3 separate regions of the Mus musculus genome follow, and regions 2 and 3 are each linked to region 1. Evidence: chromatin contacts called from public promoter capture Hi-C data. All regions are on one chromosome and are shown on one strand. Each heading gives the region's core, a stretch centred on a gene start, on an enhancer-like site or on the middle of the called end of the contact. The rest is flanking DNA. Distances are from core to core; before and after follow the strand shown. Region 1 holds the start of Pnn (pinin). Region 2 holds the start of Odc1 (ornithine decarboxylase, structural 1). Region 3 holds the start of Grhl1 (grainyhead like transcription factor 1).

Region 1 (3,422 bases), core at 683-3,182:
TTTCAAAGCACACTAAGAGTTGTGTTCATCCTCTAATATTTAATTTCAATACCTTTTTAACATCATCGTCTTCTGGGTCGCTCTCCTGGCGTGATTCTCTTCTTGTCCGACGCTCCCCACCCAGCCTAGCACGGGAGAAAGAATTGAAATGACCACTATGGAATCAAATGCATAATCAATCAAAGGTGAATGGGTGTTCAAATGCTCATCTCCAGAAGGCATATTCTACTGAGTTTATATCGCATTTACCACTTTCTTATGGGGGGTGGGGGAGGGGTGGAAGCAAGATGCTCCAAACCAAGCTTTGCTCTCTTCTCATATCCAAACGTTTCTTGGTGTTTTTTAAAGTACAAAACAGAACGTGTTACTTCTAATCCCACTGAGTTCTGTAAACTGGGCTAGCCCAGTTCAAATCAATCCCAATGACATAGAAATATCTGTAGTGTCCCAGAAAACAAGATGGGTACTGACTCTCCAGACATCTTTTGAAACCATACCTACTGACTGCCCCTTCCAGGTCTCTTTGTTTGGCTGGGGGTCCTCCTCCACTATCTGAGAATCCACGCCTGCAATGAGAAACATCCAACCTAAAGCTCGAGAAACATTAGCAGAAACTGGTATTTCTAGTCGACTAGAGAATTTAGTTGATTTCATAAAGAAGAAAAACACAAGTGAAGCAAACTTAAGCAAACAATTACATGAACAACACCCTACCACCAATTACATTCTTAGATGTCAAAAGCCTTAACAGAACTTAAAAACAGTTAAGTTTATATGAAACTGTCCCCCCCCCACCCCCACCCCCCAGTCAGGGTTTCTCTGTATAGCCCTGGCTGTCCTGGAACTCACTTTGTAACTTTGTAGACCAGGCTGGCCTTGAATTCAGAAATCCGCCTGCCTCTGCCTCCCAAGTGTAGTGCATATGAAACTGTTCTAATATTCTCCAACCTCTACTTTTGCAATACATTTATTAGAAACAAGGCAGTTATCATCTCCTTACCTTAGCAATAAGCTACCTCGTCCTCTACCTCCACCAGGACCAGAAAGGGCCAGCAATCTGGCTTGGATGGGCCTAAAAAAGAATTATAATCAGTGTAAAAGTCCTATGCAGACACATGAGAGGGCTTCATATACTTCCACACACTAAGGTACACACTACGTAGAAATGAACACAAATAATTCTAAAATGACCGTTTCAGATCCACTTCTTCGAAACCAAACATTAAAATCCTCTTTCTTGCTTCCCCAAGACCACCGTTACGAAAATATATGTATCTCGAGACTGCTACATATTAATAAGTCTGGGTCAGGTCCTATCTGCCAACCTCAAGGGAAGGACACCCAAGCCAGCAGGGAGAGGCAGCCACTGCTTCCCCCGGGGGTCTCCGACTTGACAAGGGTTCGGAGCCGCAGGGGTGGAAAGGGGCTTTGTACTGCAGTTCCGGGCCTGCAGCGCCAAGGGCGGGAAGCCGTGGTCTCGGCCTTCCCGGGGGCGCGGAAACCACGCCGGGCAGCCGGGCGGGCCTTCCTTCCATTCGCAAGCACTCGCACCCAGTGCCCTAGGCGCAGGCATGGCGTCTCCCCGCCTAGCCGAGCAGAGGGCTCGCCCGCCGCCCGGGAAACGGGCCCCTTGACCCCAGTCGGCCCACAAGCGGCCGGTTGCCCTCTGTCCCGGGTGCGCCCGGCCCCGAGGCCCCGGACCTCGCCAACCTCTGGGGTTCCGTCCGATCCGTACCTCACATCATTCGGGTCCCGCCCGGTGAGCTTGCGGATATTCTCGTCCACATTCTTGAGGCTCTCTTTGGCCTTCTCTAGCTGCTCCTGCAAAGCTCTCACGGCGACCGCCATCTTCTCTCTGCAGCAGGCTTCGCGACCGCTCTCCAGGCCGCGCAGCGCCGCACCGCGCCCGCCGCTCCACGCGGAAGGACTGACAGCCGGCCCCAGCCAATGATCGCGGGCTTCTTCTCGGGCCTGGACCACCCGAGGACCGGAAGGGGAAGAAGCTTGTCGATCCGTGATTCTGGACCAATGAGAAGCCGGCAAGTCACTCAGCTCCTCCCCTCGCCGCCTGCCGTGGTTGCGCTCCGCTGCTTGCGCAGAGCGGGGAGGGATTACGTCGGTGTGATAGATCCAATCTCGGGGGTCTGCAAAGGCATCCTCTTAAACTTGACATGTCGCTGACTTCATAGTGCGCCTAAACTCTTCCCATGGGACGGAAGAGGCTATACATCCTTTTTTTCCTTCCCCAAGAGGTTTAATCAGAAAAGGGCATGGCAAATAATGGCTGTTGCGCATGCCCAGAGTGCAGGGAGGCGCAGGCTGTCTTCCATTAGTGAACTGAACCACCAGGAGTCTTCATCCTAACAGCTAATAGTTATTGTGGACACTGAGAATCGCTTTGCGTGCCTTAGTCGTTAAAAACTAGAAACTTGAATGAGATGGTGCTTAATGATAAGGAAATTGAGGCTGCGGACCTAGGTCCAACAGGTCGTCAGATCTCGATGAAGAGGCAATTTATATTCTGATCCTGAGCAAAGTTGTTTCCAGCAGGGCCTAATGCCTGCGGGTATAATAGAGGGTCTGGAGAAGTTGCCAGTGGTTTCCTGTGTGTATTTTCTGGATTCCACTTTGCCCTACCCACAATGCCAATATGGACGCTGGTTTTGTACTTGACATAGAGGTACACGTTTTAGTTCGGAAAAATGTTACACAAATGCAAAGGTCAAATCCTTACAAGTTTTCTCCCTGAAAAGGAACAAGAATTTTTGTTTTGTTTTTAGTAACAGTAACTTGGTCTTATCCTGTATGCTATTTGTGTGGAGGCTCATAACTGGATAGGTGAGGAAGAATTTCATTATCTTATCAATGTTAACAGCACCTGTTATCTACAAAACGAATACCATGACAGCCAAGGATACACAGAAAAACCCAGTCTTGAATAAAACCAAAACCAAAAAGAAGAAGGGGGGAAGGGGAGGAGGAGAAGGAGGAGAAGGAGGAGGAGGAGGAGGAGGAGGAGGAGGAGAAGAAGAAGAAGAAATAGAAGAAGAAGAAGAAGAAGAAGAAGAAGAAGAAGAAGAAGAAGAAGAAGAAGAAGAAGAAGAGAAAAGTCAGGTGGTAACATGCCTTTTAATCCCAGCACATGACAGGTTGAGGCAGGTGGATTAGCCTGGTTTACAGAGCTAGTTCCAGGACAGCCAGAGAATCCTGTCTGGAAATACTTACTCCCCCTCAGAGAGAAGGGTGGGGAGGGGGAGAGGGAGAGAGAGAAAGGGAGAAAAGGAGAGGGTGACAGGAAATATCTTTGAAGAAGCTTGAAGGTGTATAGCATATTAGCAGGAAGCAATATAGAAAACCAAGATTTTTTCTTTGGTAAAAAGCAATTAAGTCTAAAAATTATTTAATTCTAATTGTAAACAAGG
Region 2 (3,422 bases), core at 660-3,159, about 42 Mb after region 1:
CAGGTCTTCAGAAACTTCAAATGGCATTACAGTAACTACATGCAGCCCTGAAAATATCTTATTCCTTCCCACTTTGTTATGCTGAATGATCTTAAGTGAATACAGTCATTATCATCTATCTAGAGCACTCAAACTCAGTGAACAATCCATCAAAATTTTCCATAAGGAACTTTCATGCAGTACTAGCATTAAAACAAAACAAAACAAAACAAAACAAAAACCCAAACTCTTCAAATCAACAGGATATTGTTAGTTACTATTATGAGACACCAGTATCCCAAAGCCTATATTGCCTAACAAAATGAGCACTTCTGGGATCCTGACTGTCCTCAAATGCCTTCTAATATCCACTTAGTTATGGATAATAACCATATGGAAGGCATTTTTGGTCAACTTTATGACTAACAAAAATAAGCAAGGTCACCACTCTTAATAAAAGCTTCTGTCTGGGCCTTATGAAATGGACAACAGCAAGTGGCCAAGTAAAACTCGTTTTTTTCCGTTGTGTGACCCACTTCAGTGCCTGCAGCCTACAGGCACGGAGGCTGGGCAATGGTTAGGAGCCACAATTTGCTCTAGCATGGGACACTATGAGAGGCCCACGGGGAAGAGCCTGCCATAAATCCAAATCCATGCATGGTTAAACATGTTAAGCCTTAATTTAACGAGACTTTTGGCAATGTCAACTTCCGTTAGCTGCCTAAACCTCTCCTAAGTTAAGACTAGAGAAGAGAGCCAGCCAACTCGTTGTATATCATTTACAACTGATGAATGGGCTTTGGCAGTAACTTTGTAATTTTAGGTCTTAAGTATTTTCCAGGCAACCTTCCGGTTTAAACACGAAAAGCTTTGAGATACTGTTTTGCCTTTCTGTAGCTTTGCCTAAATAATATAATAGATAAGATCTGAAAGAAAAATGTTACTAACACATTTTGGTATGGGAAGTAGCTAAATCGTGTCAGACAATTAGCACAAGAAGGTAACTCTGGAAGATATAAGCCAATTAAAACAGAAAAGAATTCCAATCAGTCAAAGTCTGCCCGATCTTAGGTTTGAATAAAACAAACCACTACATTCTTTGTCCTCTCCCAGACATTCCTGACAGGCTCTGCCCCCCACACTTTTTCCAGTTATTGAGGATTCTGAGTAGGGTTTCCGGGACAGCCGGGAACCCGTTTTCCCCTAAACCACTAAGTCATTCAAGGAGTTCTAATTCCAAGTCACAGCTGGTGGGTATTCATTAGCAGTGACTCCCAGACTAAATTTGGTCTACCAACTTCCACTCCGGGTCATCGCCTCTGCTCTGTACACGTAGTGAAACTAAAGAAAGCAGCAGGAAACTAACTGCAGGACCGCTGCTCGCGGCCGCGCTCCCCTGCACCTGCCGCGGGCTTGCCCTCCATCATCACCCGGGCAAGTGGAGCGCTGAGTCCGGCTGACGCGAAGAGGGCTCCCATGGGGGGATCCGAGGGCTTGCAGCCGAGGTCCAGGAGCAGCTGCCTTCAGGGCGGCGGCTCGCAAGGTCACCGGTCCCGGGCCACGTGTCCCCTGCCGGCGGCCGCAGTCCGGGCCTCGCGACACGTGGCCGCACATCCCTCCCGCGTCCCGCTCACCTCACAGCACGGTGGCCCGGCTGGCCTGACCCATGGAGGCGCCGCCGCCAAACCCCGAGGAGCGCCCGTCCGTCCGTCCGTCCGCCCGCCGCCGCCGCCCCGTCAGCCGCCTCGTCGAGCCCGCCGCAGACGCCGACCGGAGGTGGCGCCGAGCTGCTGGCTGAGGGCGGCCGGCGGTGGCGGCTGCAGGGACTGACAAAGCCCGACGGTGCGACGCGCCGCTACTTATACGCCGAGCACGTCGTCATGGAGACGCACCAGCTCAAACCAGCCGCGATCGGTTCCGGCCGGGAGGCGCGGGGGAGGGGCGGGGACTCCGTGGCGGCCAACCCGGGTCCCGGCGCCGGAGGCGGGGGACGCGGGCCGGGCGCGTCAGTGGGGCGGGGCGCAGCGCGTGCCCACCCACCCGCCCATACGCCCCGCGCTCCCCGCCGGGCCTCGTGTCGGACACGCCCTGCGGCAGGCCTGCGCACGCGCACCACATCACCAGTCCTGGCTGCCAGCATGCCGCAGGGCCCTATGGGCAGCGGGCGGGAGTCGGCTGGTGCATGCGCACATGTACCTGGTCGCCAGTCTCTCGCCCCCTACCTCTCCGCCTAGGCACACAATCTCTTCCCCCTCTCCAGGTCCTAACGGCTGAACCCAGACCTGGAAGACTAGCAAAATTCTTCCTCGGCTTTCCATTCAGGGGGTGGTATTCCCTAGCGGGGCAGGCGTATCGCAGATGCAAGCGGAGGATGGATGGGCCGTGAGCTGTGCGCCGGCCACATAGACTAGACTTGGTGGCGCAGACTGACCCTGCATCACGACCCTGTATGCCTAAGCCTGAAAGCTTGCTGAGAGACAAGCCCGCGGAGGCTGACCCGGCCACTCCGTGTTATGTTGGTGGCTTCCAACTAGATGTTAGGCATCAGTTGCATGCTAAGTACGCCTTCTATCTAAGCAAGGGTCGTATTGAAAGGCGTGTTAGGGACAAGGTAAGAGGTGGTGGACAGCCACCAGCTGTCTCTCTTATTCTGTCTTTCAGGGTAGCTACAACTTTGAGAAGCCTGAATGCGAACAGAGTCTGGGCAGTAAATTTGTATCCACCAAAGTTACATTGTTAAAGAACAAGTGGGACTGACTTACATATTCAGTATTGGAAAAACACACGAACACTACAATTTGTTACTATGTATACTATGTATACGATGTTAATGGTTTGTTAATTCTCAGTTAAAACCCCTCTCCCAGCCCAGACGTTGAGATACCATAGCAGTACCAAAAAACTAACTTGAATCACAGCAAAGGAAAAAACTTGAAGCTTTTCAAGGGCCTGAGCAGGGCCAGATGACCCACACCTTTAATCCCAGTACTCAGGCAGAGGCAGGCTTTTGTTTATTTGTTTTTTGTTTGGTTTGGGTGGTTTGTTTTTGAGACCTGGCCTCTCAGTTTAGCCCTGGCTTTAGTGGAACTCTACCTGCCTCTGCCTCAAGAATGCTGGGATTAAAGGTATGTTCCTTCTCTGACCAGCTAAATCTCTTAAGTTTGAGACCAGTATAGTCTACAAAGAGTTCCAGACCAACCACGGCTACATAGTGAGACCCTATCACAAAACAAAGTCAAACAAACAAACCCCACTGGCTTTTCTCCAGAGGTCCCTAGAGAAAATCCACAACCCAGCTCCACTCCCAAACTGTTGTGCAGTTTTGTGCAAGCCTTGGTCTCATGTACCCAAGGGTCTTTTACAACCACAAAGTCCTGGGAGGAAAAACCTTAGTACACACTTCCAAGCCTGGGTCATAGTCCATAGATATTTGTTGAATGAGT
Region 3 (3,422 bases), core at 583-3,082, about 34 Mb after region 1:
TAGAAAGAAAAAACGGAACATTGACTTCAGCAAGACGAGGCAGTACTTTTGTGTGTGTGAGGGAACAAGAACGGAGGTGTCTGGAACTTATCTGAATTATGGCTGTCCTGGCCCAGGTCTCGTTGCAACACACGAATGAAATATGTAAATGGCCTGGAGGTGACCTACCTTTTCTAAAAGTGAGTGGAGAAAGTCTGATTATCTTCTCAAGTAATCAACAAAGGTTAGGGCTTGGCAGTCACCCAAATCCTTCAAAAACAGATATAGGTTTAGAAGAAGAAAAAAAAGGACATCTTTGAAAAGGGGAGGAAAAAAGACGAGTCTGAGGGCTTACATCTGGAAGCAGCTTATTATTTTGAAACATAAAAAGAATCAAGAAGGCTTATCTTTATAAATCTCAAGTTTTATCCGAAGAAAGCAATACACAACCTAGCATTCCCCGCAAGCAAGCCTTTGGGTCCTGAGGCCGATAGAGATGGCGGTTCCGGTTCCGTGGTGAGAGTCTCTGGTGTACTGCTGAGCTATTATTAATAGTCTAATAGCCACTTCCAGAAGACTCTGACAGCAGTTGGCTCGCTCAACAGTCGTAATGCTAGTTTTTCAAGCTTCCCTTCTCCCATCCCATCCAACATTGGTACAAGCATCAGAAAATAAATATTTTCCAAGTGGCTTTATGTCTGCAATTACCCTGAAGGCATTTTATATTTCCAAAGTATGCCTAAGGCCAAGAGGCTGGCACTGGGACTTTTGCCTAGTCAGTAAGTAGAGAAATAAACACATGAACAATTGCAGCCCACTTCTTCAAGAAGAGCAAGTTGTTGCTCCGGCCCTGAAGGTTCATGGGTGTTTTCAAATGAGCCTCAGACCTTCAAGAGTTATAGGTCAGGATTCTAAAAGGAAAGCCGAGCACTACCTGAACTTCATTTTCTACAAGACAAGATTAATCTCTTACTGATTCCACACTCAGCTAACCTTCATCAGAAAACAAGCATGAGAAAAATCCACCCTTAACAAGTTAACTATGAAACCAATTCTTCACTCCAGATTTACTGAGCCGAGATAAGACAGACTTGATCTTTCAGAACATCTTCATATTTATAGAAAAGTTGCGAGTAAAATCGAGAACTGCCCCCACACAAGTCCTGCCAACGTCTGATCACATCTTACATCATCACTGAACATTTCTCGCTGCTTTCTTATGTCCCAAACTCTAAAAAGCAATCCCGATTCGACAGTGGTCTCTAACTTTATCACCCTGCGTGCAGTTTCTTCCTCTTGATATTCCCAAACGGCAAAAATAGTCTTCTGTAATTACCATCGGTGATGCAAGGGCCCAAGAACACCCACAGCAGATTTCTCACACAGCAGCCGGAGTGAAGAAAACGCGCGGGCAGCGGACACTTCAACCTTCCCCTAGATCTCTCGCTCCGGCAGCTCCGCAGGTGACAGGAGGCTGCCCAGGGTCCACCCGTCCCCACCGGTCCATGAGCGCGGGGCCCGGGAGCCCGGGAGCCCTTAGACGACAGGCCGAGTGTCCCCCCCCACCCCCTAGCCTCGCCCCACCCAGCCTGTCCTCCCAGCTCCCGGAACCCGCGCCGTCGCCGCGGCAGGTGCGGTGGCCCCCGGGCCCTGGCCGGACTCGCGCCCGCGCCTCACTCACTTGTCGTACTCCTGTGTCATCGCGCTCGCTCGCCGCTGCCGGGCCGCAGAACTGGACTTTCGGGTTGGGACAGTACACCCGATCCGGGGGGAGGAGGCGGCGGCGGGCGGCGCGCGGCGGCAGGCGGTGGGTCCGGAGCGGCGGCCCCGACGGGTTGGGTTCGCTTTTCTCGCTCTGAGCCGGCTCGGCGCGGGCTGCGCGCACTGGGCGCTGGGCTCGGCCTCCCATTGGCTGGCGGAGCTCCGGCCCAAGGCGGAGCTTCTGGAACTGGGAGGAGGGAGCTCCTCCTGATTGGTGAGATGGAGCTCTGGGGAGGAGCCTGGGGGCGGACCGGAGGGCGGGGGCCACGCGGTGCTCGGCGGTGCTCAGCGGCGCTGGGGAGCTTGCGCGCGGCTGGCCCCGGTGGCGCCGGCCGGTAGTGCCGCCGGCGCCGAGAGGCTTCGGCGCACACCCGCGTGGGCGCGTTTCACCTTCCAGTTCTCTCTCGCGGTCAGTTCTCCGGCCCCAAGGCCTCTGCCTGGGAAATACCTAGGGAATTTCTTTGCAGCTGTGCAGGTTTGGAGGTTTCCTTCTGGTTCATCTCTCAGTGCCCACCATGTGACAGTCGCCAATCTGCACAGCCTCTTAATAACCCACGTTTCCCCGGCCAGCGGTCCCTGTTTATTGGGCACCTATCAAGTGTCAAAAGCATCACTCTAAGACACCTTCCCAAGCCCCAGAGGTCCCCACCAGCCTCCTGAGGGCATCTGAACTTGCTTGGCTCTTCATCTGCCCAGCGCTATATTTGGACTTTAGCATCCTCAACCCCTACCTACTACCTGTGTGGTCTTTCTGTTTGGCCAGCTCCAGATTGGCTTCCACTTTTTCCTCCCATATCCTAACCCCTTTTTAAACCATTTTCCTATGGGTCGGTTTCTTTAACCTCAGCCTCAGGCCTACAACAGTAGAGACAGGGACCTAGACAGAGAGGACAAGGCAGAGACAGAGCAGGCAAATTTTCCTGCCTCCTAGAGCGTCCTACTTTGAGAGTCACGGTGACTCCTTTGGTGTGCGGAGAGAGATGGCACTCTTTGCAGGTGGATGGGGAAAGTAGAGTGGAGCTCTCTGGGTTTAAAGATGTAGATGGCGAGGGGGTGGGCATAAGGGTGAAGGCACAGCTATAGACCGTGATAGAGGAGACACGAGTGTGTCCACTGAGGAGCTAGGAAAGCAGTGTGGCCAGAGAGTAACTGGGCACTGGTGCAAACTGTAGAGCCCCGCGGGTTTCTGTAAGGCCTTAAGTGAGGAAGCTTTGAAGGACTTGCGGTAGGGCATAGACAGACTTCACTCGTGTTTTCAAATAATCTGGTCACTGAATGGTAGGGAATCAGCAGGAGGCAATTTCAAAAGAGACAAGCAAAAGATAAATAGTAGCCAGAAGCATGACCCGGGGTGATGGGACACTGAGAAGGGTTTGAATTCTAGATGCCTCTGTGTTCAAACGAACAGGATTCTCTGAGACCCAAAGGGCAGGTTAGAGAGCACCTCTGACAGATGGTGTGCAGACAATCCCAGGACTCAGGAGTTGAGGCAGGAGGCTCTCCAGTTCCAGGCCAGGCCCAAAGTGAAACTTTGACAACAGCAACCAAAGTCATTCTTGTTCAGAACGACCAGAGGTTTCAGCTGAGCAGCTGGATAGAGTGACTGCTGCCTCTGAGATGGCGAGGGACAGCAGACATAGCAGTTTATAAGTGGGCAAGGGTCCTGTTTAGGATGTGCTAAG

Evidence for each region. Promoter capture Hi-C pulls out the DNA fragments that hold promoters and counts their contacts.
Region 2: a promoter capture Hi-C map of pre-B cells shows a contact between it and region 1. The contact joins the promoter of Odc1 here to the promoter of Pnn in region 1. A contact is called at or near these places in 3 of 39 promoter capture datasets (cranial neural crest, frontonasal cranial neural crest and pre-B cells).
Region 3: a promoter capture Hi-C map of pre-B cells shows a contact between it and region 1. The contact joins the promoter of Grhl1 here to the promoter of Pnn in region 1. A contact is called at or near these places in 3 of 39 promoter capture datasets (the HPC-7 cell line, cranial neural crest and pre-B cells).

What each region holds. Positions count from the first base shown.
Region 1 is chr12:59,065,429-59,068,850 of GRCm38.p6, reverse strand. Pnn (pinin) reads right to left here and starts at 1,932. Exons shown (of 9, transcript NM_008891.2): 1 at 1,736-1,932; 2 at 1,001-1,072; 3 at 498-566; 4 at 53-125. The coding sequence starts at 1,848.
Region 2 is chr12:17,543,360-17,546,781 of GRCm38.p6, reverse strand. It overlaps Odc1 (ornithine decarboxylase, structural 1), which reads right to left and starts at 1,909. Exons shown (of 12, transcript NM_013614.2): 1 at 1,614-1,909. It overlaps Gm22748 (a small nucleolar RNA gene), which reads right to left and starts at 636; the gene lies at 501-636.
Region 3 is chr12:24,570,697-24,574,118 of GRCm38.p6, reverse strand. Grhl1 (grainyhead like transcription factor 1) reads right to left here and starts at 1,832. Exons shown (of 16, transcript NM_001161406.1): 1 at 1,661-1,832. The coding sequence starts at 1,680.